Regions from separate parts of the Columba livia genome. Here region 2 is linked to region 1. Evidence: chromatin contacts called from public Hi-C data. All regions are on one chromosome and are shown on one strand. Each heading gives the region's core, a stretch centred on a gene start, on an enhancer-like site or on the middle of the called end of the contact. The rest is flanking DNA. Distances are from core to core; before and after follow the strand shown.

Region 1 (6,604 bases), core at 2,913-5,412:
CGACAGATTTCTGTATTGGGGGGATTCCCGTGGCGCTTGCCCTTGCCTTAGAAAATTACAAAACGTTAAACTCTGCTTTACCTTTTTTTTTGCCTCATAAGAGGTCTCGGAGGACTGCAGGGGAAACAGGCCACCCCCTGCTCGGCCAATGCTAAATACAGGAGATATTTCAGATAACTCGCAGAACTCTCACCCATTTCTTACCAGTGGCCTACGATGTTTGCTTAACATGCTTCAGAGCACAGTACAGATCCTGCTGGTCAAGGACTGCTGATAGACTTTATCTTGGGGATAAGAACCGTCCAAAACAGAGGAGTGTGTGGCAGGCCCGAGGCTGCTGCAAAGCTTCCCTGTCCATCGGGTCTCTGTCCAGACACAAATTGCGCTCTTACCTCTAGTTTTAAAGAACAAGCGTAGCAATCTTAGCAAATTCCTCAAATGAGTTGGTGCCTGGGACCGCTGGTCTTTCCTGACATTGGCTTTGACGGAACTTGCTCCAGAGAGCATGCCTTTTCAAGATTTCTGTAAAATATAATATGTTAGATACAGATAGAAGCGTTATTACTTTCACTGTGTCCTTCCTGATGGTATGACAGCATTGGGCTGAAACCTTTTGAAATACCATGCAAGATACTCTGAATCCTTTTCCTAGACTTGTGCAATACTCTGTTTGACACCCCCCAACCGAATTTCCTTTCCAAATGCAACTCTTTCTGCCTCCTGTTATGTCTGGGAATTCATGAAGCTGTGTTGCCACACGTGAGCTGCAGCCTCCGTGGTTCTTTTTCCCATTGGTCTGAAAGTGTCTTCTGTAAAATGCATAAAAAGACCAGACGTGCAGGCAGGAGGCAGAGAAGGGCTGAACAAAGTCTCGCTTCAGACCTGAAGTGCCTGACCCTTCCTCTAACCTTCTCTCTCGGTGTAAATCAGAAATCCTGTGTTCAGCAGGACTGAAATGAGCCCTGTGCTAATTGCCCTTGTCTCTTCGCTTAGGCTGTGGTCCTGTGTGCTTATCTGGAGATGGGAGTCATTGATCTCAGGGACCGGTCTGTGATTGAGCTGGGAGCCGGAACTGGATTGCTGGGAATAGTGGCCACCTTATTAGGTAAGGGCTTTTTTTTTTTTTCTTGTTTAAAGCAATTTACAACTGCAGTAAAAGTGGCATTTTTACATCCATAATACATACCTGGTGTAGAAGTTAGCACCAAAGCTGTATATGTGAACGGTGATGTTTCCTGTCTGAGCCTTCTTCCTTTCGTGTTAGACTTCAGAGCCTGCTGCGTTATTTATCGTAGTGGTGGTGCCACTGCAGTTCACTTTATGGTAGGACCTTGTTGAGGCTGGCGCCAGTTACCACAGTACTCAGGTACACTCAGGTCTGCAGCTGTTCTCCCCCAGGGAGCAAGTGTGTTCCTGTCATCTTACCCTTGTCCTCTTGTGCAGCACAGATAAAACTACAGACAGAAACCGCTCTCTGAGCTTGCATAAGCCTATTTTGCAGACAGGGAAACAAGGTCTGGAGAAATGAAGAGATTTTTCGTGTGATCTGTCTGACCTGGGAAAGAGGCTTTCTAGCTGCCCCTCACCTACTGAACAAATACAGAATTGGAGCAGGTTAATTGTAACAATCCCTGCTACAATTAATTATGCTGTTCTCATCTATGGAAAGTCAGAAAGTAACCTCTCTGCTTCCATGCACTAAGAACAAGCTGCAGAATACACTTTTAGTTCTCTACCCAACTTAAATCTTCATGTGGAGTATCCTTTATATTAAGTGACTGATGAAGGGTAGGATGTATGTAGATAGTGGGCTCTTTTGCTTGTTTTGTTCTTTTGTTTGTTTGCTTTTAATCAGATAGCTCAGGGGAATTGTTAATGTTTAGCAGGAACTAAGGAGCCTGCTTGACTTAGAGCATTGTATTCCAAATGCTGTATTTATGGACATGGACTATTTGTCTGAGACATACACTCCTGTACCGCTTAGGTGCTCGTGTTACCATCACAGACAGGGCGGCAGCACTGGAGTTCCTGGAGTCAAACGTCCAGGCTAACTTACCTCCCGAAATACGTCCAAGAGCTGTGGTGAAGGAACTAACTTGGGGAAAAGACCTGGGCAACTTCTCTCCAGGAGCGTTTGACTTCATCCTGGGCGCAGACATCGTTTATCTGGAAGAAACTTTTGCAGAACTGCTTCAGACGCTGGACTACCTGTGCTCAGAGCAAACCGTGATTCTTCTTTCCTGTCGTATCCGCTATGAAAGGGATCACAAATTCTTGAAGATGCTGAGAGGCCGTTTCTCTGTCTCTGAGGTCCACTATGATTCCAGCAAGGATGTTCATATCTACAAAGCGCAGAGGGCTAGTCGCAAGGATGACTTTTGACTCTGTGCTTTGTTGGTAAACCGCTGATGCTGTTCAGTCCTCCCCTTGTTTCTACTCAATACACTTGTTCCTAAGCATATAATTGCAGTTGTGTTATTTCACTGCCTTCTCGGTCTGATGCTCTTCTCTGACCACTTGGTCTGATCCAGCAAGGATTGTACTTGCATTCTGCATGTTGAACCTCTGCTTCATTTCTCAGTAGCGTCGTATAGGGTCTTCCACTGACTTTTTATCAAATGTAATTTCTGAAACTGGTTTAAGTTCCAGAAATCTTCAGGCATCAAAAATGTCATCAAAAGATCTGTTGTTTAAAATCAAACTACACTTAATTTCTGTGGGAAACTTAGAGTGTTTTTTTTCCCCTTATCACTTCCTTAACTCCAGAAAAGTGGATGAAATATAAGCTAAGAGTCTAGCTCTAAATGCCTGAACTCTTCAGGCCTTCTGCATCTCAAAAATTGTAGTAAAAGAAGCCACTTAAAAGAGCAAAACCAACAAAGGCAGCTGCTGTAAAGTTGTTCTGTTGCTGTCACTGATAAATTGAAGAGGCATATGGAAAAAATAACAAGATCTGGGGGTAGAGGGCTGTGTTACGAATCAGTATTGCACAGTAAGCCAGCTTGGAAATCAGTGGTGTTTTTAACTGACTTGCAAGCATGGAGCCTCTGTCTGCAGTACCGAAGCAGTCGTGGTTCTTGGGTTGTCTCTAACACCATAACTTTCCCTTGCGGAGGTCACGGCTCTATGGAGCAGATACACGTGCACATGTGCCAGCAGGGCAAGTTAAACACGGAGACTTGAGCCGTTCTTTAAATATCAAATCAGTCTTTAACTTTCAAAGTACCGCTAAATAATGTTTTACTTTCTGCCTTTGTTTGTGGCTCGCTCTGTCTCTGAGAGCTGTTATTTATACTTCTTCTTGTATTACCTGGGACCTTGGGGCAGTGTCTAGGTTTCTGTGCAGTGTGGTAGACGCTGTTCTAAGTAACTGATTTCATACCTTGAGCTTGTAAAAACAGCTCTGGGAAAGATGCGTTGCAGGCTGGAATTGGGTTTGCACCAGCAGCAGGCTTCCTTCTCTTCCTAGTGATGGAAGAATGAAACTGGTGGAAACAATGGACTTCTAGATGCAGGAATTGCTACAGTACTTTTTTTTTTGGTGGATGTGGAATTTTTTTTTAAACTTAACTTACAAAGCTCAGGTCAGGGCTTTAAGCGTGTCCATGTCTTTGGCACTGGCGACAGCAACACCAGAAGCTGCTTTGGGTCATGGACGTTAGGAGCTCTATCACTTCTGCTTCCATCAAACTTCTTAACTGGAAAAGATGCAAGGGGTTTGTGGTCCAGAAGTGATGTGGAGACTGTAATCTGGAAATGACACATTTAACATTACAGCTCCCATGAATGAGACCCAGAGGTCTTGTGCTTCATCCTCTCCATGTTTTCAGCTTAGTTCCTTGCTTGGCTCTGGACTCAGCTCGAAGAGTTGCTGCTTTAGAACACTCACAACAGTATCCTCAGAAGCCACATGGTGTCACTAAAACAGTATTTAGGCAGCTGGCTGGGAATATGCAGTCTGAAACCAGAGTTGAAGTCCCTTTGAAGGAAGGAAGACAATACTTTTAATTAAAACCAGAGCGTGATATGAGCTTTAATGCACCAGACATGGCTTTCCTGTTGTATCAACTGGCTGAGCAATGGTTGAAAAGTATTAGGAGCTCTCCCCACTCTCTTTCTGGCTCTAGTTTTCAGAGTGTGGCTGTAAGTTCTCACCGCTCCTCTTCCTTTTCGTCCCCTCTGGTGTTTCCTTGTCTCTGAGCTTGCCTGTGCTCAGTGGATGTGCCAGGCTGGAGCTGGCAGAAAGCAGCGTGCTGGTGCTTGGGCTTGTGAGCGCATGTGACGGGCCGTGTGGGGAAAGCTGCTGCCCGGCTGTGCTTGGTGCTTGCAAAAGGCTGCAGCTCGCAATACTGGCAGCTGTAGAAGCACGCTTTAAAAGCCTGCTTAAATAGCACCGAATAAAGCCCAGTGTAGCGCAGAATAAATCGTACTGCAGCAACCTACACACTTTCAAGGAGGCTTTGCTCCAGGCCTTGCTTCGACGACAGGAAAAGTTTTGTACTTTTAAAACACTACAGTTTAATTGCATACCTTTCTAATTGTTGAGCAGCTTTCAGTGTCTGTTGTTCCACTGCCTGTCGCCTTCCCGTAAGAGCAGGAGTGTGCCTTGGCCTCTTTTGCTGTGTAACAGCTGCACAGCAGCTGTATGCAAACCCTAGGAGTACATTGGAAGGCTGAAGCAATGCTACTGCCCATAAGTAAATACTTGTGGAGAAAAACGTGAGATGTCACTGGCAGCTCAGGTGAGTGTCTTGCCCCTGACCTGCAGAGCTCAGCAAGGGGCACCCCCTCAAGGGGACATCTCTCACTGCTGCTGGGTGAGCTGCTGCACTGCCATCAGATGCATGTCAGTGTTGAAGCAGCTGTTTGGCAATTAAGCCAAGACCCTGCCCTGCAGAAGGTGCTTCCTTCTCTCACCTTGGTCATCCCAGCGCTAGAGAAGTCAGCGTCACTCTCCTTTGGGTGGTTCCATTGCATCAGTCCTGTTTTGTAACAGATGATGTGAAGTCATCTGCAGGGAGGATGTGTTTGGGAATGGGTCCCTGGGTAGTGGGGCAATAGAGAAAGTGTGTCTTGAGAAATAAAATACTCACCCTAGGGAGAGGATCCAAGTCGTGGGGAAGTGACCAGGTAAGACGTCACCATGCTGTGAGATTGTGAAACCATTCCTGAAACATGCCCTTCTGCAAGGAAACCAACTTCTAAAATGTCATTGCAACTGAAGTGATGTTTGATTAATATTAAGACAGAGTATGAAATTCAGCTCTGTATGTTACAGACTAAGAGCTTCAAGGTGCAGCAGTGTCACAAGAATCAGGTTTACCAGCTGATCTACTGACTGCACAGCGATCTGTGTTACCAGATTCTTTCAGTCTGAAATTCAAGCCAAACTGCATTTTTAACTCATGGACTAACTCCTGTTCGGGACTCTCCCTCATTACTGAGATACACGTTTTCCTGAGCAACGACATGAATGGTATTATGAAAACACTCAGTTGTGAAAACCACAAAATCCCAGCCATAATGAGCTGACCTTACTGCCTCCCCTTGGTTTCACTGGAGGTGTGTTTAGCTCAGTGCTGAATTTCTCCTCCTGGCTTTCATCCCAGGGTTTAGATCCAGCCTTGCAAATGATGTAACCGGGTTGTGATCCTTGCAGGGTTTGCTGCCTTCTGTTCTGCTCTGTTATTAACACCGTGGTTTACAGGAATGCTTAAAAGTGGGTAAAAAAAGAACATTTGAACTGTGAAAAGTCTCTCAGACATCATTAAACAACAGAACTAATTGCCACCAGAATGAATACTGGAAAGCAGGTTTAACAATATCAGAAGTGGAAGAGAAACTTTGTTCTTCGGGATCTAACTTCTCACTAATCTAATTCAACGTAATTGGGATTTAAAAACCTCTCCTTCGGGGAAAATATCTCATGAATACCTACAGCAGGCCTCAGATTGTTAGAGTCTTCTTAAAATACACCTTCTCCCACATCCCTATCTATCTACCATTTGCCACTCAATTAGCATAAATGGAACATCCTGCTCAAAAAAGAGACTCTATAGAGTTTTTTAAAGCATGTTTATGTGACTGCACATAAATGTTTGTGTAAAAAGGGAGTTATGACAGTTTATACCACAAAGGTTACAGTAAGAAAAAACACTTCTTTATGACAATAATTCACAAATTCACAAGAATCACTTTAATATACAAAGCAATTACTACCATTCTGAAACACAAAGCAGCTAATATGTACATAGTGTTAATAAAATGCATTATAACCCAGTACATTTTTTTTAAACACAGATAAAGCACAAAAAAATAAGTAAAAAAAAACAAAAACAAAAACAAACCAAAACCAACCAAAAACCAAAACAAAACCCACGACAGGGATGTTTCTAGATTTTTGGGGAAATGTAAATAAGAATTTATTTCCCCCCCCCCAATAATGGATTTTCATTTAGTCTTTTAACTTCCACAAGTTATGTGGGAGTCGAGCTTAAATACCCTGTTCTGTGCTGACATGGTTTGGGTAAAGAATCAGAAATGCAGATGAGGTGAACTTACTCTTTCCAGCTTATATTCCAAAGGGAGACTAATAACCCTCGCT
Region 2 (6,604 bases), core at 1,340-3,839, 40 kb after region 1:
ATTTCCTGTATCAGCAGACCCCTCTTTACTTTCACATGTATTTTTTTTCAGTCAGGGTAGCAGACACCCTTATCACCACGAGTATGGGAGGAAAAAATGTATATACTGGATTCAGATCATTTATTGTAGATCCATACACAAAGCTGAGAGTACTAATCTAAATACTGATGTTCTATCAGTGATATTAAAGCATTAAAAATTACTAAACTCCTATTTCCTACATGCAAATATTTCACATTAGGTCACCTGTAAGTGACGATTAGCAAATACACAACCACCTGTCTGCTCCCTTTTCCTCTGATCTGTGAAGATACAAAGCTGGTGAGGAAATGCAGAGATCTTTGTTTGAAAATACGAATCGGACAATCTTCTACTCTTTTATGAAATAAGATAAAATTAAATGTTGTGTTTCTAAAGCTACAAAAAAAACAAGCAAGGATTTACTGTCACATTTTTATATTTAAAATGAAGTAAATATTCCATCAAACCAAGAATGAATGAAATACACCAACTACGCCATTATCTTTAATCACTCTCAACAACTACATTGCTTACTGAAGTCCTCAGATGTCTATTAATCAATTACAACTTTAGAAACCTTCTTCTCATGTTGGTATTATTCAGAGTGAAGCGATGTAGAGAGCACCTTTGGCCTTGATTTCAAAAGAAGTGGTGGAAGTGACACAAAACAGAAATTCACATACACGGAGGGACACGCCTACATACATGTGAATCACAAATACCCATCTTGATTAAAAACTTCAGCGACTTCACATTTTACTGTAACAATCCACATTTGCTGAAGCAAGCAGAGTCTCAAAATTCCTGTATTCTGAAAGTGTTTGGTGGTCACAATGGGACTAAACAGAGCTGGCTGATATTCCTAAGTAAGTCTCCAGCCCCTTATTTAAGAAATAGAAACCTTGTTTCTAACTCCAGGAAAAAAAAAGAATGAGAGGTGTTACTCCAGAAGCAGATTATGTGCAGGCATTTCAATACTTAAGAAGGAGAGGAAAACAAACAAACAAAAGATCTAACCTTTTTTTCAGAAAGAAAAGTCGTATGACCTATAATTTTTTTTAATCCTTGTATACATTTGAGAGGTGTAACGATGGTTGGTTAAAAGTTCTTTTAAGAAGATTGCCACATCACTTTTACTTATTACTGTAAACAAAAATGCAGATATCCAGGTTTTGAGAGTGGAAATGAAGTCCAAATAACGTCTTCTATTCTAGGCAACAAAATGGGAAAAAAAGCCCCACAGCTGCTGCAAGGCAAGGCTGGTGTAGGGTGGAAAAGGCAGCTGAGCTGACATTTGCTATTAAAGCAGGGAGAGAGGTCAAATCCTGCTGGTCGTGCAGCACCTAAGAGTCTGTGGAAAAATTGGCTAAAGCAAATCCTGAACAGAGATTTACCAGCCGCGGCCAGGCTCAAGTTCACTCTTGGGTTAAAAATACTGATAGGAAAGGAATAAGACAGCAAAAAGGAACCGTATGTCTGTTACGTGATCTGCGCACCGGGCTCTAAGCTGTTCCCTGCGCGGTGTCCCCGGAGCGCGGTGTTGGGTGACCGAGCACCACGGCCCCTGTCACAGCCGCCTCGCACGGCCGTGCCCCGCGCTGCAAATAGAAGTAAACCACCAGACCAAGCGCTGGCCCGAGCTTCTGTGCACAGATTTTATTAAAAAACTCCTCGTTACAGCTCCTAGGAGCACCCCAAGCACTCGTTTCCATCACGGCGAAGAGTTGGTTTATTTATTTATACAGCGCACCCGGGTCACCGGGGAAGCGAAACTCCGCGGGCGCGGGGGCCGCGGCGGCCCCGCAGGAGGGCTGCCCGCCCGCCCCGCTCCCCGGAGCCCCGCAGCCGGGGGCCGCCGCCGAGCGGGGCGGGCAGCGCCGGGGTGAGGCGGAGGGGCGGCGGGGAAGCGGCCCGAAGCGCAGCCGGAGGGGCGGGGAGGGGGCGCCCCGCCGCTGAGGGGGCGCGGGTGGGTGCGCGGCCGCCGCTCCCCCCCTCGTCGTCTTCCTCCGCCGCCTCCTCCTGGGGCCGGGGGGCGCGATCCCCCTTCCCCGCCGCGGTGAGCGCCGCCGCTGGCTGCCGCCAGAGTCGCCGCCGCCCGGCCGTGGCGGCCGCCGCCGGGGCCGGCTCCCATCCGCCATTATCCTTTGTTCGCGGCGCGGCGGCGGCGGGGATGTTGCAGGGCTCGGCTCCATCTTTAAAGCGGGCGCCCCTCCCGCGGGCGGTGCAAGGCCGGGCCCCCGCGTCCTGCCGCCCGGCGGCTCCCCTGGTCCCCGCCGGGCTCCATTTCCTTCCCTCCCCCCCGCCCCTGTTTGCTGGGCGCCTTCCTCCTCTTACCGGTTACCAGGCTGCTCCGTCACTGCTTTCGTTCGCGCCTAGGATCTCGCCGCAGTTTTATTCTCTCCCCCACGTAACACACCGCGTCAAACTACACCTCCGCCGCGTCACTCACACACACAGGCGCTCCCAGCCCGGCGACAGGCAGGCAGCGGCCGACTGAGGAGCGCCAGCCAGGGAGCAAGCGCCGAGCGCGCCGCGGCCCGCACGGAAATCGCCGAGCGCTCACGGAAAACACCGAGCGCCCAGCAGGCGGCGGGAACGGCCGAGCGCGCCGCCGGCTCTTGCGGAAAGAGCCGAGCGGCCGCGGAAACGAACGAAGCGCCCCGCTGGGTGGGCGGAAGGAGCCGAGCGGCCGCGGGAAGGCGCGAACGGCGCTTCCGCCCGGGAAGCTCCGAACGGGGCTGCGGGGGCGGGTGAGGGCGCGCACCCCACACCCGTTCCCGCCGAGCGCGGGATGGGGGGCGAGGAGGCCGGAAAGCCCCGAGCGCTCACGGAAACGGCCGAGCCGCCCCCGAGCGCCGGGTCCGCGGAGGACGCCGCGTCCCCCGAGTTCACCAAGCAGGTCCCCACGTACACACCGGCACCCCGGGGAAGCTGCTGACCCCGGCCCCGCAAGCTCCACCGCCCGCCCCGGGGTGCTCTGCTGACCCCTTTCCTCAGGCACCCGGTTGTCAGCTCATGACCCAACAGCCCCTTGTCTTCACTAGCACGACCACAGTGCAGCCATGCTGGCGCTCCTTGGTGCCTCGCCGGCTGCCTGGAGTCCCCACCATCCATTTACTGCGTGGCGAAGCACTTGTGTCTGCCAGGTCGCTGCTCTAAACCTTCCTCTACCGCCTGTTTTTCATTCCGGGCTGTGACTCCCATCCCATTCCCCAAAACCAGGCACCAGTGACGGCTGCTCCATCCTGACACGAATATCCCCATGAAATCCCCCAGCCCCGAGCAACCAGCCTCCACCCAAGCTGTAAATTCGTGATTTTCAGAGCAGCGGTGGCCAAGGCAGCAGTTTGCACCCATGGCACCAGTCCTGTGCTTCAGCTCAGCGTGGAGAGACATCGTGACAGGGCAGGGCAATTGAAGAGAAGCTGCTAAATTAATGTATACTGTGATAAAGTTACAAAAGACGTACCCATCATTAACCAAATGACAGGATAAATGCTTTCTGACAGAAGACTAAGTAATACATTGTTTAGAAGCAGAGTGCTTAGTTTATATTTAACTAATAATTAATAGATGTAAGAAACTAACCAACTATAATATCAAATATTTCTTAGTATTGATGTATTGCATGTCAAGATTTTAAAAAATTGTAATGCATGTGTAATAATTACGGGAATATAAGCAACGCAAGAGCATCCAGTCTTTGGAGCGCTTATGGAGGATGATCCCCAGTGTTCCCCAGTGCTGATAGAATAAAGAATGCCGCTTAACAGTATAATTGACTCTGCTGTTAAGTTTATTTCTCTGTTTCAATGGGATATGGGTTTTGTCTCATTGGAGAAGAGGAGCAGCCACGTTCTGTGGCCCTCAACCTCATCTGCAGCGGCAGCGTGGTGTCTGTCGCTGGGGGTTTTAAATACTGGACAAGTGAACCTTTTCTAGGTAAGGTTTTGTGAGGAGTTGATGCCACCATGGAGCAGAGAACGGGCGGGCAGTGCTCCAGCTGGGTGAGTCCAGCCCCATCTTGTACGGTTCTCAAACACAGCGAACGCAGCTGAGCGTTCACCTTGAAGAATTAACTTCTCGAACTACAACCAGATAAAAGCCACACATAGCCTTGAATAACGTCATTTTGCAAATCCTCAAGATGGCACTACATAACAAGATTTGAAGCTCCAAATCCGGTTCGTTTTTGCAGCCAGCCTGGTACAGCCACCCAGTGAGACACCGCTGGGAGGCCAGAACTGCTGCAGGCACCACATCGGATTACACCGGTGTGTGGTTCCAGTTAGTTTTGCTCTTATCAAGTCTTGTTTTCTCGAGAAAGTTGAACTGATTTTACTTAGGCTGAGTTTCATTTAGTGCCGTCAAAAGTTACAAGAGATGGTACAGAGAGCGATTCCCCTGTGCCTTTGGCTCATGCCCGGCCCTATCTGCAGTGTACAGCTGGCATCATTTTTGGAAGTTATTTTCAAGTCTGCTAAAACTCCTGCATTTCAAGGAGCGGTTCTGATATCAAAGTTCTGACATCTCACGCACAACTGCTGGGAAACCTTCTGATGGCCGTTTTAAACTTTTCTCCTTCCCTTACAGGTTTTCTAGGGTTTTTTTTTGCCTCTTACCAGGTCTGAGCAAGACGGGGACACTAGGCAAAACTGAAGCTTTCTTGGGAGTGGGAGTGAAAGTCTGAGCTGCAAAACCCCCTTCCCTCACTAATATCTATGCCCGAGTTCCTGTCACCCTTGCCTCTTGGGGAATCTGTAGAAAATCGGACAATAATGATGTGCCAATTACCCACAAAGTCCAACAGGGAGAAGTTGACTTGGGGAGTGAACTGGAATGCTCAGCAGTTTTTTCTTTCATCAGCGAAAGGTTGCTTGATGATGAGTGAAACACAGCAAGATTAATTACTTTTCTTACAATTAAGTTTCAGAGGCTGATTCATTAGCTTTGCAGCTTCCAGGCTGGTTACCCTGGGCGGTGAACTCCTTGCATACAGCACTGCAGGTTGATTGCCTGTTGACAGGGTTCATAGAGGCTAACGGGTGACATTTAGATCAAGAAAGGTTTGCACTTCGTGCATATGTTGCAATCTGGAGCCGTCGACACTGCTGGCACTGGTAGCATGTGAGATAATATTTATTGTGGGAACACAGATACACATGCATTTTCAGAACTCAGTCTACACACCACTGTAAAGAGAGTGACACAAAGGTACTTTTTACCGGCCACAGCCACCTCTGGGAATGATTTATAACGAAATAATATTTCAGCATCAAATACTTGCTGACAAATTTCTAGAGGACCGGTGTGGTCTTACAAGCGCAGGGGCAGAGACAGGGTGTTTTGTACAAGTGTGACATTAAACAAGTATTGCTGGGGAGCAAAGAAAGCAGGGCATGCTCTGGGGCTTCGCAGCTACATTCACTAATGGGTATTTTCCCAAGGAAAGGGGGAAAAGTGGAGACAAAGCACCAAACTGATGAGGACTTTCTGAGGAGAAGATGAAGCTAATAAAAAGGCGTTATTGTGAAACCCCATGACAAAGGCATGTCAGTCTTCCATTCCGGTGTCTGCTTCAGAGATGGATGGAGACTCAACTTCAAACTCCCATACAGAGCAGTTTTCTATCATGTCACAGCCTCTCAGGACCAGTGAAAACTGCTTACTCATCAGGATAAGGACAAAACCCTACAGGTTCAGTATCTGCCACAGAGAACAAGATTCACCGGACTCCTTGAGCACTTTATTAGAGAAGCAGGTCTAAATTCACAGTTAACTCAGAACAAAGTAACCAAAAATAGAGATGGTTTTTCAACATCATCCCACTTAAAGCTAATGAACTGCAGCTCAGGTCTGCCCTCACTGCTCTTGGACATTCATCATTGCTAAAAGTAATAAATCTTCCTAGCCAAATACAGGCTTTACAAGCAGTCAGGTTGCATGCTCAATTAGCCCAAGGAAATTGGCCACTTTGCTTAACCCCTGCCATTTGAAATATGGAGCCCCGCTACCGCACCATCCTGCCGGAGCAGGATCACGTTTCTTCCACTGATGGAGCAGCCAGGGAGGGGAAATCCTCCCTCCTGAGCCGGGGACACAGCCGTTCCCTGCCGTGTGTGTGGAGCAGAGGAGCTTTCTCCATCTCACACACTGCCGCAGCAGGATTTGACTTCTTTGGCCGGCATAAGAATCAATTTCTGAGCCCCAAATGCTTTTGGTTACATTCACTGCTAAATTCATTCAGCATATATAACATACATTCATTTCTGAATGCTCAAATATCATCCCCTCAGAGGCAGAGAGGAAGTTTCGAGGGCAGGAGGGCAGGAACAGAGGAGTGCGAGCAGCTTTTCGATGCTTTGACAATGTGCTGTGTTTTCTAAGTACAGCCAGTAAAATACATCTTCTGGCTCCCTGAGCACACTGCAGCAAGCCCAGCCGAGCCCACCGTCTGAGCATACTAGGGAGAGGTCTATGCTTTTCCTTCACTTCATTAAAAACGCCTCTTGAAAGTCGTTGCTTTCTTGCCACTATAGCCTCACTTTTATTTGTCTTCCTCATTAAGCTGAATTTCTTCTCA

Evidence for each region. A called contact is a pair of places that touch in the nucleus more often than the background predicts.
Region 2: a contact with region 1 is called in a Hi-C map of crop, with 1.7 times the contacts expected there. The contact joins the promoter of CREB1 here to the enhancer-like site in region 1. A contact is called at or near these places in 2 of 2 Hi-C or Micro-C datasets (crop and liver).

What each region holds. Positions count from the first base shown.
Region 1 is chr7:36,722,254-36,728,857 of bColLiv1.pat.W.v2, forward strand. It overlaps METTL21A (methyltransferase 21A, HSPA lysine), which reads left to right. Exons shown (of 3, transcript XM_013367494.3): 2 at 994-1,105; 3 at 1,985-2,464. The coding sequence starts at 1,021. The coding sequence ends at 2,382. Among named protein-coding and RNA genes, the nearest start is that of METTL21A, 9.4 kb to the left of the region's middle. Within about 2 kb of position 4,163, at least 2 of the 3 cell types and tissues checked have an H3K27ac peak away from gene starts, as active enhancers do.
Region 2 is chr7:36,763,346-36,769,949 of bColLiv1.pat.W.v2, forward strand. It overlaps CREB1 (cAMP responsive element binding protein 1), which reads right to left and starts at 2,590. Exons shown (of 8, transcript XM_065069409.1): 1 at 2,356-2,590.